Linked DNA regions of Hordeum vulgare: region 1 is linked to region 2. The links are chromatin contacts, called in public Hi-C maps. All regions are on one chromosome and are shown on one strand. Each heading gives the region's core, a stretch centred on a gene start, on an enhancer-like site or on the middle of the called end of the contact. The rest is flanking DNA. Distances are from core to core; before and after follow the strand shown. Region 1 holds the start of LOC123408821. Region 2 holds the start of LOC123408579.

Evidence for each region. A called contact is a pair of places that touch in the nucleus more often than the background predicts.
Region 1: a Hi-C map of leaf shows a contact between it and region 2, with 4 times the contacts expected there. The contact joins the promoter of LOC123408821 here to the promoter of LOC123408579 in region 2. A contact is called at or near these places in 3 of 6 Hi-C or Micro-C datasets (leaf and seedling) and 1 of 1 datasets of contacts at active chromatin or transcription factors (embryo).

The regions. Positions count from the first base shown.
Region 1 is chr7H:178,062,726-178,069,771 of MorexV3_pseudomolecules_assembly, forward strand. It overlaps LOC123408821, which reads right to left and starts at 3,164. Exons shown (of 1, transcript XM_045101862.1): 1 at 1,789-3,164. The coding sequence starts at 2,986. The coding sequence ends at 1,886.
Region 2 is chr7H:177,646,225-177,652,629 of MorexV3_pseudomolecules_assembly, forward strand. LOC123408579 reads right to left here and starts at 5,080. Exons shown (of 3, transcript XM_045101654.1): 1 at 3,867-5,080; 2 at 3,166-3,700; 3 at 1,107-2,393. The coding sequence starts at 4,243. The coding sequence ends at 1,398.

The DNA.
Region 1 (7,046 bases), core at 1,914-4,413, 410 kb after region 2:
CTTGCGGGCGCCAAGCTGCAAAAGGCCACCGGACGCTGTTCGTCGAAGGAACAATGTGCTCGAGGGGTGGCGACGAAGAGAGAAGGTAGAGGAAGCAGTGACGGCCACCAAAAGAAGCAAGGGGAGCGGCGACGCACTGGGGAGGGCCGGGTAAGCGTCGTCGACACTTACGGGCTAAGGCACCAGCGCCGGAAAGTTTCTGATCCAGGTTGGTCGCTCGCGCGCAAAAGTTCGCTTGTCCCATACACTGGAATAGGTGCACCAAATAAACCGTGTGTGATGCAGTTTTTTCAAACACACACGACACGTGTTTATCGTGCGCGGATTGTAGCACAGCTGCTGAACCGCTACATCCATCAGCGCGCTATATTACCTTTTTTAGCGTACAACTATTTTAGCGCATGGATTTTTTTAGCGTACAACTGTTTTAGCGCATGGATTTTTTTTAGCATACAACTGTTTTAGTGCATGGGTTGGAGATGCTCTTAGAGCAACTCCAACAGACGTGTGAAATATGGCGCCCGAGGAAAAAAACGCATCTTTTAGGCACGCGTGGGCGTTTGATGAGCATTTTCGGCGCATTCTATAAATCCTGCACGCAGACACCCGCCAACCGTCGTCTTCCTCGCCTCCTTCTTCGCTTGTACTCACTTCATTCCTAAATATAAGTCTTTTTAGATATTTTACTATGGATTACATACAGAGTAAAATGAATAATTCTATATTTTAAAATATGTCTATATACATCTATATGTAATCTTTTAAGGGAAAATCTAATGGGCTTCCTACGCACACATGTTCTCCTGTGCAGCGGCCGCGCGCATGTGTCAGATCTCAAAAGTACGGAGACGATTTACTAATTAGCATAACGTAGTACTGGTTAGTTTAATAGGAGTATAAGAGGGAATCTACTTTTTGCACTCACACGCTGCTGAGTTATACTAGATATTTGCATTTTAAAAAAGATTTATCTTCCAAACCATTATCTCAATTAATGATCCGCTTTCACCACTGACTTTATCGCGACGAGATCTTCAAAACTAGATCTCATGTTAACATGTTTCAATAACTTCTGTTTTCGTCGATACTTGCCAGATTATTATGACTTACTTGTCATATTATTTGTTATATAGTTCTCACATTAAATCAACTTGGTTATCACGTTCATGAATGAGTAAAAACTTGATTCATTATACTTGTGCTGGTTCAAGCATTTGCTTGCCTATTATTAGTGTTTTAATAATCATTTTTTAGCTTCACATAATACTGCAATACTTAAAAAGTATAAAATTATTATCACGGTAACTATGTATATTTTTTATGACAACTGTACATCCGTAAGATGACAACTATGATGACATAAATGTAGCAACTAGGAATGACGAAAAAGAATCAACAAAACATGTCAACATGGGATCTTATTTTGAAGGTTTTGTCGAGACGAACCTAATGATGAAGATGAATCTCCATTCAAATTATTAATTTGTGAGATAAAATATTTTAAAAATTGACAATAAATATGCATAAAATGTTGACTAGAACTGAAAAATGTTTTGCATGCATGCGCTGCCAAAATGATAAGCTTATCATTGAGCCGTGCGGCACCGCTAGGTAGTGAGCTCCATCTTTTAATGGACCTCTAAAAAGACTTACTTTTTAGGAACGGAGGAAGTACGAGATATGTCGGACGCGTCCGAAGATATGTTACATGCAAAAAAGGGCATTTCGGCGCTGTACGTAAGGCAGACTACTGCTGTATATAGCTCCAGATCTTTAGCTCACCAATGCTACTACTGAATTGCTCTGTTATTATTCAACTCAAAATCGAAAAATTAGTACTGCAGCAACCAAGAGTACAGATCACGCTGTTTAGCTTTGGCAGCTTTCATCTCCGGCGCGCCTCCAGCGCCCTCTTCAACTCCTCGCCCACCTCGTCTGGCGCTGGCGCTGGCATCGCTGCGTTCTCCGCCGCTGGCTCCTTCCCACCGCCCCGACGATCAGGCTTCACCGAGAACCCGTGATGCGGCTGCGGTGGCGACCTCCCTACTGCTGCCACGGACGCGGCCCTGCCACGCCCGATCTCGGTGCGTAGGTCCTCCACGGCGCGGCGGAGCATCCCGCTCTCCGCATTCATCGCCTCCAGCTGTCGCCTCATCAGCGAGTAATCCTCGCTAGTGGAATCGTGGCCCGCGCCATCCGACGCGTCAGTGGTTGCGATGGCAGGCAGCGAGACATCTGCTTTCCTGCCTTTCTTATTGTCGGCGCGTGGTGACTGCTCGATGGAGATCTTGTTGATGACCAGCAGCGGCATCTTACAGATGGGCACACGCGCGTCCTTGCGGTCGTCGGCGAACGCCGCCTGCAGTACCGGTGGCGCGCGGATCCCCCAGTTGAACCGCATGCTCGCCCTGCCCCAGAGCGGGAGCACGCTCCTCGTGGTCAGCCTCATCCCGGACAGCAGCGTGCCGACGCCACCGCTCCTCCCCGCCGTGGCAACGTCCGCCGCGAACCCACTCCCGCTCAACGAGAAGGCCTTGTAGCTCAGCTCGTCCTCGTGGTCCCGCCCTTCGCCGGCAGAGACCTCCCCGACCGTACGGGGCGGAGGAGACGCGGACGACCGGAGGGTGTGGGAGAGTGAGAAATCGCCGAGGCGGGGCTTGAGGAGGAGGAAGAAGGCAGGAGATCCGGAGTTGGCGGGCAGGAGGTTGAACTCGGCAGCGAGAGAGAAGGGGGCGCAGACAGGGGAGCCGAGGGCTCCGACACCGGCGCGGATGGAGATGGCGAAGGGGAGACCGGGGTCGTTGGGGCGATACGATAAGCGGAGAGCTGGCCCGGAGGCGAAAGCGGTGGAGAGATCGAAGCGGAGCTCCCGGGGATCGCCGCCAGCGGAGAGACCGGACTGGAACGGCAGCCCGAGCACGCCGATCGGCACCTTGGCCCGCATCAGCGGCCGGTCGTCGTCGCGGAACTTGATAGACGCCTTCATGGGGATCGATGTTGGTGGCTAATCGGGGCTTTGGTTGGTCGTGGGGGGGCTTATTTTGCGGCGGACGTCATCCCATGATGGGACGGCGCCGCCTGCGCGCCGGCGAGATAGTGTGGAGGGGGCGAGCTGTGAGCGGATGGATAGGAAGTGTGTGGGTGAAGAGCCGAGGGGGAAAATAATTCTAGGAGACCGGGTCTCATTCCCCATCCCATGAGGCCCTCCGCGGAAGATGCCACGTGTTTTCTCACCAATCTCAAAGACCTCTTTCTTCCACAATCCAGCTTGAAAAATACTTTGGATCAACCGACTGCATTTACTCAAAAATCAGGCGGGTCGCTGGCTCCTCACGTGTTCCCCTCAGCCACATCTTTTCTTTCCGCCTTATCCCTTCCAGTGCTCTCTCCTCTACTCATTCTCCTCCTCATCTTCTTCCTCTTTTTTCCTTCCATAGCAATGATGCTGGGATGGAGCACGACGAGGGACAACCGGTGTTGGGATGGAGCAGCACCAATGCACGGAGGTAGCGTTATAGTGAAGCTTCGCCGACGGCGTCGGCGAAATGTTGAGATGGAGCCCGCGGTGCTGATGCCGCGCTCCAATGAAGCATTGCCGAAGCTGCAATCGGTCCCCGGTGCTGCGTTGGATCACCCCGCGCCAGTGGGCACTGCAATGAAACTTTACCGGCGGCTGCAATGGAGCTTCACCGGCGACGCCAAGAGCTGTGACGCTGCGCCCCGAGCTACAACGGAGCTTCACCGACGGCGACGAGAGCTGCGATGCAGCGCCCAAAGCTGCAATGAAGCTTCACCGGCGGATGCAATAGAGATTCACCAGCAACGTCAAGATCTGCGATGCAGCGTCCGCACTGCAACGAAGCTCCACTCGCGCTGCAATGAAGCTTCATTACGACAAATGATTGTTGCTCGCGTTGACCAGATCCAACGTCTTTGTAAAACACATCTAATGGCTGGAGATCCGATTAATTTAAAAAATCAGTCGTTGATCCGTAGCAGTCGCCTACGCTGGGTGGAGCATCTCTAGTTCGGCGGCGCTAGGGAGAGCCGCGACGCGCCGTGGAGCTTGTAGGCAGAGCATCCGGGAGAGGACGCGAGCTGCATGCGTTGCGGATGCCTCGCTGACTAGGACGAGCTCATTTGGATGCTCTCATGCGGCCATGGGTAGTACTGTCATAACTGAGCTTGCATCTTTTTACCGAATTTTTGTCCAAAAGGACCACTAGCCGAATGTTATTGTCAAAAAAGACCACATGCGGTATGAAATGCGAGAAAAGACCCCCATTTTTCGTGGCAGCACGCGCGCCAGGTGACGCGTGGCACCTGCCGCCATGGGCCGAGGCGGCTGGGCCCCGCCGCCACCCGGCGAGGCGGCCGGCCGGGCACGTGGCACCTGCCGCCAGCACCCCAGGCGGCCGGCGGGATGCTGTGCATGGCAGCATGCATGGTCGTGCATGGCCGTGGCATGGCGAGCCAGCTTTTGAGGCATGCATGTGCGAGCATGGGCAGCCTGCCGCCTGGAGTGGTGGCGGCAGGTGCCACCTGCCCGGCCGGCCGCCTCGCCGGGTGGCGGCGGGGCACAGCCGGCTCGGCCCATGGCGGCAGGTGCCACGCGTCACCTAGCGCGCCCACCGCCACGAAAAATGGGGGTCTTTTCTCGCATTTCATACCGCATGTGGTCTTTTTTGACAATAATATTCAGCTAGTGGTCTATTTGGACAAAAATTCTTTTACCATCGTTCCTTGGTGAATTGGTGCTCACTCCGTCCCACCTACCATGGTTCTGTACCACGGTCTAGGAGGAGATCAACTGTGGTCCCAACTGCCCACAAGAACTGGTGACACATGCGAGTATCCGATGAGGGGATGCCGTCGATAGTGAAGATGGGAAAAGACCGCTCGGAGAAGAATTAGTACTTTGAGATTGAGGCCCTGTTTGAATTGTCCGTATATAGCTCCGTAAGCGATAAAGACCTCATGCCGTATCTATCTCAGGCGGAAAGCATACTACGGCTTATAATTTGGAAAGTGCTTGGCGCCGGCGCGAGTGCTCGCGCCGGTCACACAGCAGCCGTTGAATCGGGGGCCTTGAACCGTCAGATTTCGTCTTCGTCCTCAACCTCGAACCACGAATGCGAGCGCCTCACCGGCCATCCCCGTCCAGCGTGCAGCGGCGCTCCCCTCGCCCTTCCCCTCTCCCCCTGCCCCCTGGCGGTCAAGGGGTCCTTCTTCCGTCGCCCTCTCTCGCCGGACGTCCTCGTCGCCGGTTGTCGTCCTTGCAGAGCCAACAAACGTGAGCGCCTTGTCGGTCCTTCGTTGCAACTTTTTTCATCAATGGTTGTAGCATTTTATGTCAACGATTGCAGCACTCCGTCATAGCAATGATCGCTTGTAGCTTTTATATGTCCGGTTGCAACTTTTTTCATAAACGGTTGTAGCATTCTACGTCAACGGTTGCAGCATTCCGCCATGGCAATGACCACTTGCAGCTTTTTATATGTATGGTTGCAGCTTTTAATCAACAGTTGTAGCATTTTATGTCAACGGTTGCAGCATTCCGTCATGGCAAATGACCGCTTGCACCTTATCATATGTCTGGTTGAAGCAATTTCATTTTGGGTTTTGAAGCTTTTTGAAATAGACGTTGCAACAATTTTGGGTGACGTTTGTAACACTTGTATACGCGTGCTCGGCCATGGCGGCAGGCGACCAGGACGACGTGTGAAGGCTGGATCCGGCGATGCGGACGGTCGACGGTGGGGGGAACTGGCGATCCGGGCGGGCCGACGGGGGCAGGGACCAGCGCAGCGGCGGCAGCAGCGTAGGGGCGCATAGATGGTGGGCCCCTTTGACCATGCGCCGCACCACACGTGAGTCATCGGGATGGGGAGGAGATCGCAGGATAAAAGACGAGATCGACGACGCGCGTGCGTCCAGCCAAACGTTCGCCGACGCATGGGCGGAAAACATTTCCCTTATAATTTACACGTGTAAATAAATAATAAATTCTGAGTGTATAGATTTACACCGCATCCAAGCGGGACCTAATGAATACACGTGGCATCTTTTGAATAGGGTCTCACAATACAAGAAAAGAGACCCGGTCTTAAATAATTATTTTTCAAGGGGGTGTGGAGAGGGGGCAATTTTTGTCATTGTTTAGGGTTTAGGGTGTGAAATACCGCTAGAGCATTCAGTAGGTGTCCAACCACAGCTGAAAATCATGGATCGAAGGTCGCACAATGGGTTTATCCAGGTTTAGCCCTTCGAAAAGTAATACCCTATGTCCTGCTGTTTTTTGTTATGCATGGTGAAGGGATACCTCGTGCGAGGGGTTACAATGGTGTGTGAGATTGCTATTCAGAGTTTGCCTATCTGATACTAGATGTAAATGAAGACCCTCGATCTCCCTTTATGTAGACAGTAGAGGTATAGGGTTTATATGATGGTAGATGTGATCTAGGGCGTTGTCGCTCTCTAATCTTAGGGGGAACGAAGGTCCTCTCTGCCTCCTAGGGTTTAGTTCTCGCCTTGGGCCTAGCGGCCCCCTTGTAGATGACGAGGTCGGGCTCCCTTATGATAGCCACCTATGGCATATGGTCCCGTCAGTAGCCCGTTGCGGAGGTCGCAGGGGATGACCATGAGACCTTCGACGACCTCCCATATTCTTCTAGGTTTCTTCATGAGCCTCCTTCTGTAGGGAGGTCGGACGACAGGTCGCTCAGTGCCTCTAGCTGATTGAGGGGGAGCCCACCAGCCCAAAGTTCTCCCAAGTGTTGTCGGGAGGGTTCTTGTTTAGCACCCCCACGAATCTCGGGGCGTAGCGGCGACGTCGCCGTGAGTATCGCACCATCTTTCTACAAATATGGAATTTGCCGAACCGGGAAAAACCACATGCCTCGTCTCCGTGTGATGAAGCTTGGGCTTTCGAACGTCCATAAGAGAGAGGCAAGCGGAGGGTTTTCAATCTCACATCACCTCTGCTCATTTCAACCTTTCACACGCGCCGCCACCGCTTCACTTTCATTCGTTCTCCACACTCCTTG
Region 2 (6,405 bases), core at 3,830-6,329:
ACAGAAAGTTTGTCACTGATTTCGGTTTCATCGAAATGGAACTTGGTGTCACCGAGACCTTAGGGTTTGGCATAGGATATGTCTAGGGTCGAACTCGGTAGGACCGATTTGCAAGTGTTGGTGACACCGAATTTGGACTTTGGGGTTTGGAAAGAATATTTATGGGAGAATTTCATCATGATTTATGATGGCTAACTCTAAGCACTTAAGCAACCGGATCATCATAGATACCTCGTCCCCTTTTAACAGTACTGATTTTACTATGGACTCAATTGTGATTTCTCACATAAGAGCAAAATGTAGAGTCTTGAAGCTTGGTTAATCCTATTTCTTTCCTTCTTCCTTTTTTTGGGGGATTCTCCTCATAATCCTTAGCCAATCCTCTTTATGAATTATATCTGAAATAAACTAAGTAAAGCTATTAGTCCAAAAGACAATATATATTACTCCCTCCATCACAGTATATTAGGCGTATCTTCGAAACGATAATTTTTCATAATTAGAAGGAAATAAGGTGCATGACATTAATTAGCCTATTAATTGGGGTGTTTTGAAAACCGTTTCCACCAATGCATGCAAGAAAGTCGCTCGTTTAGTAGACGGGGGTTACTAATGCGTCAGTTTTGCGATTAATTAGATGCTTTTACAGCCCGTCGGTTCGGTTTTTCCTATCAATAGAAAAACTTGTATGTCCGAGAGCCCTGTAAGATACGTCCAATATACTGTGCTGGAGGGACTATCATGAATATGTGCTTTTAGCAATGACGTCGAAAGCTAAGGAAGCATACGTGCTTTCATCAATAACGTCGAGAGTTGCATCCAATGACAGGGCGGTGCTGCGAAGATGTGCTACGACAATGGCGGGTGCGCGCTAAAGACGATGATGTTTGCTATGGGGACGACTATTGTTTGTAGAGACGGCGTGGAGCAATTATTGTGTGTAGCGGCGGTGTCCTGAAAACTGATGAGGACGAGTGCTGCAAGGGCGGCGAGCCGGTGGTGCTTCAAAGTCGGTCGCCTCACACGGCCAGGCTTTGATCTGACATGCGATCGGCAAGGGAGTTTGCCGGTCGATCGGCTAAAAGGATTGACATGAATACAGGTGATTAAAGAATCTTTTTTTCAATCTTTTGATCGTTGTGCTTCTAGTATAAAATTTCCGAATTCTAGCCCAAAACATACAGGACAACAGTTCAAAGGGGAGCACTGTTTCCCGAGTCCCACGAGAAGAGAGACGCGCAACTCAGTTTCGTACACCCCCCATTCCAAAACAAAAGAGTAGAACCCATCCATCGCCCCATCTCCTACAACACTGGAATCAAAAGACCCAGGAGCTCCTACCCTACAACATGTACACACAGCTGAGACTCCGTCGCTTCCTGACGTCTTCCACTAACTCACTTTTTCCCGCGCTTCCTCGTCGGCCGGTCGTCCTTCGCCCTCTTGGATGGTGGAGGCGTCGGAGGCGCAGCGGCCCGTTTCGGCGGCCGGCCAACGCTTCTCCTCCCTCCTGACGCTGTCTCGGCAGTAGCCTTCTTGGAGCCGGAGGAGCTGCCCGGCTCTTTCCGACCATCGGCCTTGGCAGCCTTCTTCTGTTCTGTCGCGGAGAGCTTCAGTGTCTCTAGCAGAGACACTCTCTCCGTCGACGGCACTGAGTTCTGCTTCATCCGCTTCAGGAAGTCCACCGCATTCCGCTTCTTGATGACGCCACCAGCTGCTGCAGCCGCCTTGCCACCACCGCTTCCGCTGCCACTTCCACTGCCAACCATCTTGTCAGATTTCTTCGTCCTCTCGGCAGCCGCACTCTCCGAAGCCTTCCCCGTTTTCTGATTAGGAGCTGCGTTCCTGACAGGAGCCCGACCCTTGTTGGTCCTCATACCCCTGGTTTTGTCCTTGGCGCTTCCCTTCTTCTTTCCGTCGTCAAACTCCTCATCCTCATCCGTGTCCTCCTTCTCCACTTTCTCCTTGTTAGCAGCAGCAGCCTTCGCGATGGAGCTCCGCTTCCGGCAAACAATGATCGGCGCAGCCTTCTCAAGGAGCGAACCGGCGACCTCAGCATCTGCCTTGGCCTTCTTGGCGCCGTCAGCCGAGGAGGCGCCGCCGACCAGGGCAGTAGCTTTCCCCGCCGTCCCGAGGCCGTCTCTGTGAAGAGTCGCGGACATGCGCTTGGAGACGAGCGCGCGGGTCCTGGTCGCGGCAGCGTGCTCCGGCGAGCCGCGCGGGAAGAAGACAAGCGCGTTGGCGCATAGCAGCAGCAGGTCGCGGTAGAACTCGGAGGCCGACGCGTAGCACGCGCTGTCAGGCCCACAAGCGGCCCCACCGGATTCCAGCCTGGATCTGATCATCTCCAGATCCACGTGGCGCCTGATGGTGCCCTTGTACTTGCCGCTCTCCTGCACATAGTATCGGTGGGTCGGTAAGTAGGGAAAGAGAGAGGCACCAACGATTATTATGTTGTTCTAAAAAAATCGACTATAATACATACGAAAATAGAAGTTAGTAAGAAAATCAGTTTCAAATAGGAAACCCAACAAAGCGCGCATGTGATACAACGCGATTTGTTCCTCATTTTCCTAGTGGAGAAAATAGCAGCCAATTTGGAGGAGAAGGTTAGATTGGATTGTGTTGTCTGGCGGGGGCAGACGGCAACTAGTACCAAGTGGCCGACACGGAGGGCCCTCGAGCATCGCCAACGAAGACATCGATATTCGGGACGAGGGCCCCACCACCAGGCCACGCGCACAACCTGCCCGGCATATCTCCAGCTCACCGCGTGTTAGACGGTCCAGATCGATCGCGTTCGTGCCAGTACATAACGAACGAGACGAGACCGTGCGAACAGCCAGATTCCACGATGCGTAGAGGCGGGATTGTTCCAGTTTGGAAGCAAAGCAAACCGTGTACGGTCGCTGTTGTATTTTGTTGCCTATTCAGCAAAATAATCGTGTCGCGATTACGTACTGCCGGCCAACGCTGGCACAAGATTGAAGTATTAATTGTTAATTTACTTAATTAACCGGGATAATTATTTCGCTGAACAAGATGGGGAACTGAGCATTTGTTCCTTTTTTTTACCGAGGGTAAGGAAGGTGATAGGGTGTGGGAAAATGGAAAATAAGATATTTCTTCCGGGAAAAGAAAAGAAAACGAGAAAAAAAAAATTACCTGGCTCTCGAGCCGCCGCTCGAACACGGCGCCGGACTTGCTGGTCCGGACCGACTCGAGGAGTGCGAGGAGCGGCTCGGCCTCCGCAGCGGGGAGGGGCACGGGCGCCGACGTGGATGCCACGTCGCCGCCTCCTACCTTCCGTAGCCGGCGACGCCGTTTCCGGGAAGGGCTGGCCGAGCTCTGCACGTCGCTGCTCTCCTTCCCCGCGTCGGCTTCTTTAGACCCGGCCGCCGACTCGCCGGAGGCCTCGTCCTTCGCGGCCACCTCGCCCTCGGCCGGCTCATCCTTTACCTCCGCGTCGCCGTCGGCGGCGGCACCGCCGGAGTCGTGCCCCGGTGGTGCCTTCAGATCTGACGAGTTTGACTCCTTGCATGACCGGGCAGACACCTCGCCGGAGAGGCCGTTCTCACCGCCGGCCTCCTCCGGCGACTCGTTCCCTGTCTCCCGTTCATCCTTGAACGCCGGCGTGGTCTCGCCGGAGAGGCTCCTCTCCCGCTCCTCCTTTAGCCGTTTCACCTTTGATTGCAACGACCTGGCCGTGCCAACGAAAATAAATAATAAGCAATTTTTTTCAAAGAAAAATAAACAGCTACCGACAGATCAGCATCGGACGGCCCACGAGAAGCCGCACTGGACGAACAGGATGAAGCTAAAGGCGTTTGACGTTTCTTTTTTATTTTCGGGCTGTTATTTTTTACCCGATCGAGAGATCGTATCGCTCGACCTCGCGGCGGAGTTCGGCGACCCGCAACTTCCTGAGCTCATCCACCCACGCGTCGTAGACGGCGGCGGAAGGGTCGGGTTCCCCGCCTCCGTCCTCGCCGGCGCCGGCGGCGAACCGACGGTGAAGGAGACGGAAGTGGAGGCGGCAGCTGGTGGGCGTGAGGCGCGCGGCGGCGGACGGGCTGCGCGACTGCACCTCCGACGCCACCGACTCCCAGCTCGCGGTGCCGTGGCGGCTCACGGCGCACGCCAGCAGCAGCTCCTCGAGCGTCCCCCAGATCTCGCCGCCGGCCGCCGCCGCCGGCGACGACGACTCCGGCGAGACATCGGGATCGTCCGATCTGGCCGCCATCCGCCTCCCCTCCGCCCAATCGCTGCCACGTCGACGCGGTGACCACGGCGAGGGCTCATAGCGCCGCCTCCATGGACGGTGAGGTGCGCTAGGGTTTGGTTGGTCTGTTTTGGCCTCGTCCCGCCCGCCTATTCCCTTCCCCTCTCTGCCTATCTATCTCTGTGTGGTTCGTCTAGGTTTTGGTTCTGGTTCGGCCCCCATCTTTTCGTCTTTTTCTTCCCCATTTTTCTGCCCACTTTCTTTATCTGGTTCGCTTTTTAAAATCTTCGGAAATGGAAGCACCGCGTACCAAGCCCGATCGGGCAATTCTGAGGTTTCGAGGGGGTCTCCTCCGGAAAGTGGGCCGAATTAATTGGAAAATACTATAGCGCTGGGCCCGCGTGTCATTGTCCAGCGGGATTGTTTATCCGTCATGTTCTCCCAGGCATCCATGGTGGATGGTGCGATGCTTTAGCGTGACAAATAATGCGGCACACCGTGCGGTGTAATAAAGTACGCGCTGACACGTAGGACCCACCATGCCTTAAGCAAGGGCTCAGTTGCTTAACCACTGTTCTTCTTAGCTTTAACTCTTGCGTTCTATACATCTAAAGAGAAAGATTACTAGCTTACGGACGTTTATGTGGAACAGTGGCAGTGATACTCTTTCCTTTTTATCGCGGCGACTTGCTACAGGTAAATAAAACATATAGTAAGGCATTTCTATCTTGTGAACTGCTGAGCCTTTTTCCCGGTTGTTTCGGCCGTAGCCTGAAAATGGAACGTGTCCTGGCATGGTGGTGAGCACGGTGGATTTTTCTTTTGCGGTAAAACATCTGATTTTTTTTTTAGTCATGACAATACAAGAAACATAAAAAATAATAAAAATTACATCAAAATTCATAGACAATCTAGCAACGGCGCGTACAGCCGTTATAACCCTTCCTCGCTCGAGCCGGGCAATTCTTATTGTAGATTTTTAGAAAAGAAGGATTACCCCGCATCTGCATCTCGGCGATGTATGCAATAATTTTATTGATAATTCATAAAAAAACTTACAAAGTAATACGTCAGGTGGTTTGAAACCATCATCTTAGAACATCTCCATCCGTCCCCGTCCCCCCCCCCCCACCACCACCACCAGGGCTTGAAATATCGCCTCTTGGGGGTTAACCAGCGATATTTTCGCCCACGGGGGAGAGGACTCTCGTTCCCAGCCGCCGCCCCAAGTTCGACCCCCAATCGCCGATTTTAAACTCAAATTCGAAAGAAAATTACTCAAATTTGGACGGAATATAGGCGGTTACATTCATATTTATACAAATTTAAAAACATCACTAAAAATATTACGTCATCGCCGTCGTCGTCGCCGCCTCGAGCCTAGATCGTGCCGAGGAGCTTTTAGAAGGCGGTGTAGTCGCCGTCGTCCTTGCTACGCGTCGTCGTCCTAGCTTCGCGTCGTTCCTCGGTCGCCGTTGTGGACTGGCGGGTCGGCTCGATCGCGTCATCGTCGCTGTCGGAGAGGACAATGACAATGCCCTCTTCGTGGCCACGGCGCCGCTCGACGATCTCCTCCGGCGCGCAGCACTCGCGCTCCATCTCCTTCCACACGTAGTCGTCGTGCAACCATTTGAGGTCGGCTTCAAGGTCGACGGCCATGGCCTCATGCTCCTTCTTCATGATGACAGTCGTTGTGGGCTCCTTCTTCGGCTTGACAAGGCAAAGGTGGCCGCGGGGAGGAGAAGGATGGTGGCCCTCGTTTATGACGAGGTTGCCTCTGTGGCTGCCTCGGCAGAGTGGTGTCTCCTAGGGCTCGGGTATGATGGCGACGGGAGGCTTCGCCGCATCGGAGGAGCGGGAGCCTTAGGACGATGATGATGTGGCCGCCATGCGCTTGGGCAGTCACGAGCTCCCACTTAGGCGCGAGGAAGACGATGACAGGTACTCTCACGGCGGCTTGTTGCCGCCCTCGAGGTACGCGAGGACGGCGTGGAGCGCGCATCCTAGGACGCCCCACCATTGACGGCGGCCGTCGGAGTTGTGGCGCCCCCTCACCGTAGGGGCACCGTTGGTGGAGCCCAACTGCTCTTCGTGGCGGCATTGGAAGCATGTCGTCCACAGGGGCTAGTTGTTGGCGGCGTACCTGGGCTGCTCGCCGACGTCAGCAGGTAGAGACTCCCTCA